Linked DNA regions of Mus musculus: all the other regions are linked to region 1. Evidence: chromatin contacts called from public Hi-C data. All regions are on one chromosome and are shown on one strand. The core of a region is the stretch at or near the end of the contact, and the rest is flanking DNA. Distances in the headings are between cores, read along the strand shown.

Region 1 (2,608 bases), core at 53-2,552:
AGTGACAACTTTGTGAGTTCGAGGCCAGCCTGATCTATATAAACACTGATCATTCAGTGCTATACAGCAAGGGCTACACAGAGTCTCAAATACACACACACACACATACACACACACACATTGTATATGATGTTTGACCTGCATGTATGGGTATCACATGTGTGCCAGGTGCAGTGAGGGGCAGAAGAAGGCCTTAGATCCCTTTGGAATGATAAATGATTGTGAATCACTCTTAGGATGCTGAAAACCAAACCCAGATCCCTCCTTGCAAGAGCAAACAGTTCTCTCAGCAGTGGAGCCATGTCTCCAGGCCTCTTAGCATCTTCTCATGAGCTGGTCTTTTCTCATCTGTTTCAAACCTTTCTGTCTTTGCTTGTTGTTTTATATCTGTTCATTGTAATGCAAACTTCAGAGATTTTAACTGGGAAGGGGCCTAACAGGCGTATATACTTAAAGGTTGTAGTTTGAGGGGTCAATGCGGTTTGAGGCTTCTGAGGAGGGAAACAAGGCACAGAGTCACTGTTTATATGTTCAGGTACTGAGCTGCACACTTTAGAAGAATGTGAGAGGCCACGAGGTTAAGGAACACGTCTAAGGCAAAGATCTTGGATGCCAACAGAGAATGCTCTGAGCTTTAGTCAGGTTCCTTGCAGCTTGTAGAAGGTTCTGGGTCAGGAAGAAATAGTCAAGTTTGGAGAATTAAAAACAAACAAATACACAGAACCCCAAACAAAAACCTAACAAAACGAGATAGGGAAGGAGAAGATGTGTCAGGACAATTTCCCATGATCCTTTGGCTTCTTCCGCTGTCTCACACCACCCACCCATCCACAGAAGACAAAGTCTGAGAAATTCACTGCCAATTGAGGGACTGGAGGTCAGAACTAAGCAAAGATGATTCAGGCAAACCTGTGGCTACACCAGACGGAATTCCGTTCAGGACTTTTGTTTAAATGAGATTTGAATCTGAGCAGCAACGGCCACCCTTTGCACCGTTGAGCAAGCCTGTACTAGGTATGACAACACGTTCATTCACCATCAGTTCCCAAACGGCAGCGCCAGCCAGCTTGGCAGATTGTTCCAAAAGTCACACAGGGACAAGGGCATCGTTAAAGAGGAAGTACAACCCAGGAGACCCTTGCTTGACATCTTGGTTGCAAAAGTCACTTTGCCTTTCTGAGCCCACTTGTTCTGGGCATGCTGATGAGAAATCTTTTCTTGTGGGGTGATATATAAATGATGGCCACAGTACCTAGCATGATGCTGGGTGGATGGGAGAGCCTTGGGGGTGGGGTAGGGGGTAAGGAAGTGGGGTAGGGTAAGGGTGAAGTAGGGATAGGGCAGGGGTGGGGATGGGGCGGTGGAGGTGGGGTGGGGTAGGGTAAGGGTGGAGTGGGGGTGAGGGGGTGGGGTAGCATAAGGGTGGAATGGGGGTAGGGTGGGGGTGGGATGGGGTGGGGTTCTATTTTTTCTTTCTGTCTGTTTCTCAGTTTTCCTTTGGATGTTAGTCAGCCAGGACAGAGAGAAGGATGAGAGATGGCCTCTAGTAAACCCGGCTAATCAGTCACAGATGACCCTTGGCATTGCTGCCTGATTGCGAAAGCACGGGCTTAAACATGACACATGATAAGGAAATGGTGTCAAAAAGCACGATTCCCTTAGAGAGTGCAAAGCACTTTGTATGTGCCCTCATTGACAGCAGCAGGGCCCGGGACAGGGACTGTCACGTTCCCATTCAAGGGAGGAAAGACATCTGGAAAAGAGCAAAGATCTGCCTTATGCTCCCCTCCCCTGCCTGCTCTGACCTGTGACCTACACAGCAAGCCCGACCTGGAGCCTCCAAGCAACACCTTCACAAAGCTTCATATTTATTTATTGTAAGAAAGTACCGTTTTCCAGGAAAGGCTTTTTAAAAACACATTCCTGGAACAGCAACTTCATGCTGTTAGAACTAACATACTTTTGGTAGAGCTCCGTTCCAGAGCTTGCAGAGATCAGTTGAAGTGTGTTAATAGTTTGTCACTAATCCAAGGATCACATCCCCAGTGGCTTCCTTTCTTCCTCATTTTCTTCCTCTTCCTCCTCCTTATCCATTGGCTATAGTGTGCTCTGTCCGGTTCTAATTCTTGCAAATCCAAGTGACCCCGTGTTGGCTGACGATTCGTGTGGAGATGACGTCTTGTCCACTCTGAAGCACCACTATACGTCGGAGCTGCTGCCCTGCCCTAAGTGAGTCCGTACTGTGTGAAACAGTAGCTCTCAGGAGGAGCTTTGCCCATGCCGACCCTACTTTGCAAAGGGACATTTGGCTCCATTTTGAGCATAAACACAGGGGCAAGGTGATTGCCTCTTGTGTACAAATTAAATAGTGACATCTGTCCAGTGCAAGCCACTGGGCACAGACTGGCAACTTACTGCTACAAGGAAGAAGGTGCCACCCATACATTTACAAATGGAGGTGGGGAACAAGGAGGGATATGGGCATATTTAAGCTCATGGAGAACCAGCCCTTCAAACTTATTGGACAAGTCAGACCAACAAGAGATGCTACAGTCTCATTTAGACCGTTTAAAAGAAGGGTCACCTAGCACACAGACAGCAATAGTGC
Region 2 (2,608 bases), core at 71-2,570, 120 kb after region 1:
ATCAGCAATGGGGGTGGGGTTCACGAGGCCTCCCTTCCCCCCATGAGGAACTATTGGTAGCTAATGGAGTAATTTTCTTCAGCATTGTACCCTACGTTAAGTTGCCCATATTCCATTAAATAACCCTCCATCACCCAAGGCCATAGGATGAACCCTGAGCTCAGTGGGTTTCTGTCTCTCACATACAAAAGACACGAGAGGCTGGAGGGATGATTCAGTGGTTAGTAGCACATACTTCTCTAGGAGAAGACCCAAGATCAGTTCCCAGACCTATGTGTGGTGGTTCAAAACCACCCCAAACTCCAGCTCTAGGGTTCTGACACCTCTGACCCCTGAGGGTATCCTCAGTCTGTCTTATACAAGCACTTAAAAAAATTTTAAAAACAAATCTTTAATGACACACAAAAAAAAAAAATAGGAGGAAAATTTGTGAAGAAGAGTTCAGCAGGAATAGGAGGGGGGCTAAGAAAGGATAATGGGATGGTAGTGAATGTGACCAAAATATGTTATACACATGTGTGAAGTTGCTAAAGAATAAATACACGTTATTTTACAAATTAAATCAACTTCCAGCGATGAGTTCTCGAGAGGAAGTGGAACTTGGTAAACAATTTCTAGATTGAATTTTCACATGCTTGTTTTAAACCGTGTTCTTAGCACTATATTATTGTAAGAGAAACCTACTGTTGTGAATAGCTAACGGTGGTATTTAAATTCTGCTGGGGAGCCAGAAAGGAAAGCACCTCATAGCTCTCACCTCGACTTTCAGTTGACACACTTGGCATGGTGCGATTGTCTGTAGTAAACTGCATGAAGCCACAGGACACGTGGAAAGAACTTCTCTCCCTGTTTATGGGTCTTTTCTTTCCAGATGGGGTACTTTGGGGTAATTTTTTTTAAAAATTAATTTCACCTGATACATACACATTTATGTTGTTTTCCTCTTCTGCCTCTGCCATGTGCTACCATAGATTCATATATTACCTTTCATCCATCCTTTGGTTTGCCACCTATTTCCAGAGCATCAGCTCTGTGTCAGTTCAGGCAGAATGGTTGTCGACCTTCCCTCCTAGAGAGACTCAAAGTGAAGAAGAAACTACATGGCTATGCGACTCGATCATGAAAACGAGGTAAGAAAAAGGAGGGAAAGTGGTAGGATTGGGAGACAAGCCAGGAAATTGTCTAGGAAATTGGCCTCGGGAATGGATTTTAGGTGAAAACTGAGCGAACACCAGGCTGGAATATCACTGCTGGGATCTGTGGTGTGTGGGACACCGAAATGAGTGGGGCAAAGGGCAAAGCCTGACCCCGGGTGCTCTTGTTCTGATGCCCAGGGACATGGACAAGCACACTTGCCAGTCTGACCCCGGGTGCTCCTGTTCTAGTGTCCAGGGACATGAACAAATACACTTGGCAGTTACAGTAGCGTCAGGTGCTGCAGTCAGAGATGTACCAAGGAGAGTACCCCTGTGGAACTCATCCCTGGACCGGTGCTAGGGAAGCCGGACTGCCTAGAGGGTGGGGTTACAGACAGAGCGCATCGGTAGGGAGGACGTGGCGAAGGTGATGGTCTCCCAGGAAGGCCAAGGATGCCAAAGAAGAGTCCAACTGACAAGCAGAGGTAGCATTTCAAATCTGGAAGATGGCGTGTGTCTGGTAGAAAGGGCCTTGGCTGGCACACTAAGGAATCTGAATGTGAACCTCTGAGGAACTATGGGAAGATTTTAACCAGGAAGGAAAATGATGGCCGTTACACCAGAGAGACTCCGTACAGCAGGAGAAGGCTCAGAGTGGGCTAGCCCGGAGGCCCAGAACCATATTAGGAACTGACAAAGAAGCATTGGGGATACCGGGTAGCAGAGACAGGCGAACTTGAGAACGACCTTAAAGATGGGTGATTGGTACCCCGAGTGGGAGGTCACAGACAGCGGTCATGAAAAGATTCTTTGCTCGCTGCAATATTCCTCCAATAATGAGTTCCATCAGCATCTTGCCCCGCTCCCCCCCCCCCCCCCGTGTCCTGCGGAAGCACCCAGCATCAAAGACTCCTGATGAATTGATTCAGGTTTTCCAGATATCTGGATTGGGAGCATTTCTTGTTTTATGTAACATCCGAGTGACCTTCCTCAAAGTGAAAGCTGACTTCTGGATGAACTTCAGACCTCTTGTCGCTTGCCACAAGTCCTTTCTTGACCTAGCGTTTGCCAGAGAACACTCTAAAGGGTATTGGGGTGGCTGTGTGTGATTTGTCTTTTCAAATCTGTTGTTCATTTTATTCACTTTTTTTTTTTTTAATGTTCAGGAGTTGTGGGTTTTGCCTACATACTTTCAGACAGAAGTTTCCAGTCACATACTTGTTAAGCATACTCTTCCTTAGTTGATAGCTTAGATCACAGGAGTCTGTAAGGGCACAGGAGCCTGTGAGGGCACAGGAGAAAGATGGTGAAGTTTCAAGCAGGTTCCATTCGAAATGCCAGAGTATACCTCTTTGAGATTGTATTTGTTAATCTCCTTCCCACCCCTGGTCTTTCTATCTCTGTGTCTCTGTCTCTGTGTCCGTCTCTTTCTCTCTCCTCCATGTCTGGTGTATGTTTGCGTGCACATGTGT
Region 3 (2,608 bases), core at 29-2,528, 99 kb after region 1:
TGGAGCTTTTTTTTCAGAGCCTCCAAGTTATTCTGGTGGACAGCCAAGGACATGTCCCCAGGTAGCTGGCCAAGTCCTTAAGGAAAGCTTCTTCTGTCTCCTAAGACCTCCTCATGTAAGCACCCACATGGCATAGACACGTGCGCCTAGTGACTACCCACGCTGTTTGCATGGTGGCTTTGCTCTTGTCATGGAACTCAAGTGGGATTCTGTGGCCTGAGATAGCAGCTCTAAGGCCACACCTCAACAGAGCATCTACAAAACTCTGGATTTCACAGGTGGAAAAATGTAAATATGGAAAAGACGAGCTTTTTAAAACCAAGGAAAGGAAGAAAAAAAAAAAGCTGTGTCTACAGAATGGCTTTTCCAGGAGCCTGACCCGTCTGTGGTACTTTGTGTGCTCAGAGGTAACCTGGAGTTAGGAAACGTTCTAAAGGCCAGCAGGATCCGCCTCAGTTTGGCTGAGAAAGTGCAATCACTGGCTGCCTGAGATATTACGCAGGGATTTGAATGCTGGGTACAAGTGCAACATGGAAATTATTTCAACAGTCAGTCTGAGTGTCAAGTGTCCTGCTGGGCCTCCGGGATCGGATACTCCTGTGGGCGAATGGAGCAGCGAACAGCGGCTGGAGCTCCATGAAGCCCCATTGCAGGGAGATAACTCGGTGGCCAGTCAAATTTGCCCCAGGGTTTTGGAGCTGGCCTTTCTGCTACATGCAAAGCCAGGACGCGTTTCTTGTCAGATGATTCAGCTGTAAGAACGTGCGTGTGTGGTCAAGCTGTCCGGATGGAGTCAAGCCTGCTTGTGTTCCCTTTTGATCCCTACCTTCTCTTACTTCTGCTCCTGAACTGCTGAACCCGGGGAAGAGCTGTTTGCCGTTCCGTGGCAGAATGACATCAGCAGGGAGGCAGTTCCTGGGCCAAGGGAGCCAAGTCCTCAGACACCATCTCGGAAGTAGGACAAGTACATTTTGTTTCTCCAATTCAACCCAGAGAACTGCCTGGTCCCCGAGGCCCGTGCCAAATGTGTTTGCGCAACCTCGGCAGCGGTGCCCAAAATGCGGCGCAAGACTCGGCCAGAGGTTTCGTTTCGTTGTGGAATGAATACTCACAGATGGTAGGGCTAGCGTTGTTGGTGGCCCTGGCTATGTGAATTGCAGGCTCAAACCTCCGCAAAGGTTAGGGTCCTAGAAGGCATGGTACTCGATCTCTGGCTAGGCCTATCATAACCCATTGCCTCAGTACTTAGCCTAGCCAAGGCACACAGAGCATTGAGGTAAAGCTGGCCAGGGCACTGTGCCATCGTATTTTGGCTAGGAGCATGTTCCTGGGCGCGGGTGGGGAGTTGGGAAGGAGAAAAGCTACCAATTTGGCTGTTGCTCCCGAACATTTGCTCTGCATTCTTGAATGCTCTTGGTTAAAGTCCTTATACCCCAGGCAATGGGGCAAGAATGCACACACACTACACATGTGAATGCATGCATACACAGAGAGACCCAAAACATCTTAGTAGATAAAAACCAGCTGTTTTGTGTGTGCCTATATATGCGTATTTTTCTTAGGAGAAATCAAGGACTATGAAAATGTGTTCACATGTAAATGACCAGTATTTGAAGGCTAATGTTGGTATCTTTCAAAGTCTAACGTAATAATAAACTTGTATGTTTTGTAGGGCTTTATAGGTCACAGTACATTCCACATGTCTCATTCATCTGATGGGCCTAACCACGATGTAGCGCATGTGTTAGCTTCTTCTCCAGTTCTACATTTAAGGGAAGCAGGGAAGTACTTTGCTCAAGACTGCATATCAATCAAGTCTCAGGATCAGACTAAGAACAGAGGCCAACCCCATCCAATCTCCTTACCCTGCCGGCCCCTAATCTTTATAGTAAAATGACCAAAGGGAAACAGTCCTGAAATCTACTCATCTATTTGTAGGACTGGATGACATGGCTCAGTCCCTCCCAGAGCAGTCACGAGACCAACAGCAACACCTGCTTCATTTGGGACTAAAACAAAACAAACAAACAAACAAACAAACAAATCCAACGAGTTCCAAGTCCACCCCTGACCATTCGAGTCATCATCTGCACTTTGATAGCATCATGCATATGATGAGCCAAGTTTGGGACAATAGGAAGGATTGAGCTAGGGTTATACTCTCCTTCCTGGCACACTTGGGAGCTCCTGATGTTTAAATCACATAATCGAAGGAACAAAAGAAGAGGAAGAAGGAGGAGGGGAAGAAAAAGAAAAGGAGGTGGAGGAGCAGGAGGAGGAGGAGCTGCTGCAGCTCATGGTAGGATCTTATACTCGCCGTTCTAAGAGCTAGATATAGGAGATCATGCCTCTAAAACTCTCCAGGTAGCAGCTCTGCAGTCAGGGCTGAAAATGGTTAGAGTAGACCAGGTGCTTTCCACCTTTGCTGAATCTGTGAGCCGGATCCACGGGAAACAGCCTAACCATGCATCACCCACCCCATTCCTGGTGGGTTTGTCAGGATTCATAGAACATTTTGCTGTATTGAATCTAAACTTCCCTATCGCTTGGAGATCTTATCCGATAAGCACCCGCGGGTGGCCATTCCCTGTGGGTAACTATTCCAAGT

What was found. Hi-C and Micro-C count contacts between places; a contact is called where the count stands out from the background.
Region 2: a Hi-C map of liver shows a contact between it and region 1, with 5 times the contacts expected there. The contact joins two enhancer-like sites. A contact is called at or near these places in 3 of 39 promoter capture datasets (liver and pre-B cells), 1 of 15 datasets of contacts at CTCF or cohesin (CD8 T cells), 12 of 484 Hi-C or Micro-C datasets (CD8 T cells, Th1 cells, cortical glia and 4 more) and 4 of 115 datasets of contacts at active chromatin or transcription factors (CD8 T cells, double positive thymocytes, effector CD8 T cells and 1 more).
Region 3: a contact with region 1 is called in a Hi-C map of liver, with 3 times the contacts expected there. The contact joins two enhancer-like sites. A contact is called at or near these places in 3 of 39 promoter capture datasets (liver and pre-B cells), 1 of 15 datasets of contacts at CTCF or cohesin (CD8 T cells), 8 of 484 Hi-C or Micro-C datasets (liver, muscle stem cells and nephron progenitors), 5 of 115 datasets of contacts at active chromatin or transcription factors (CD8 T cells, effector CD8 T cells, fibro-adipogenic progenitors and 2 more) and 1 of 9 other capture datasets (adipose tissue).

What each region holds. Positions count from the first base shown.
Region 1 is chr3:52,500,774-52,503,381 of GRCm38.p6, forward strand. No RefSeq gene overlaps it. Among named protein-coding and RNA genes, the nearest start is that of Gm30173, 15 kb to the right of the region's middle. Within about 2 kb of position 1,303, at least 36 of the 459 cell types and tissues checked have an H3K27ac peak or open chromatin away from gene starts, as enhancers often do. A contact at or near this core is called in adipose tissue, fibro-adipogenic progenitors, hepatocytes and 2 more, where this site is marked.
Region 2 is chr3:52,621,396-52,624,003 of GRCm38.p6, forward strand. No RefSeq gene overlaps it. Among named protein-coding and RNA genes, the nearest start is that of Gm30235, 27 kb to the right of the region's middle. Within about 2 kb of position 1,321, at least 5 of the 459 cell types and tissues checked have an H3K27ac peak or open chromatin away from gene starts, as enhancers often do. A contact at or near this core is called in liver, where this site is marked.
Region 3 is chr3:52,600,218-52,602,825 of GRCm38.p6, forward strand. No RefSeq gene overlaps it. Among named protein-coding and RNA genes, the nearest start is that of Gm40047, 21 kb to the left of the region's middle. Within about 2 kb of position 1,279, at least 54 of the 459 cell types and tissues checked have an H3K27ac peak or open chromatin away from gene starts, as enhancers often do. A contact at or near this core is called in adipose tissue, fibro-adipogenic progenitors, hepatocytes and 2 more, where this site is marked.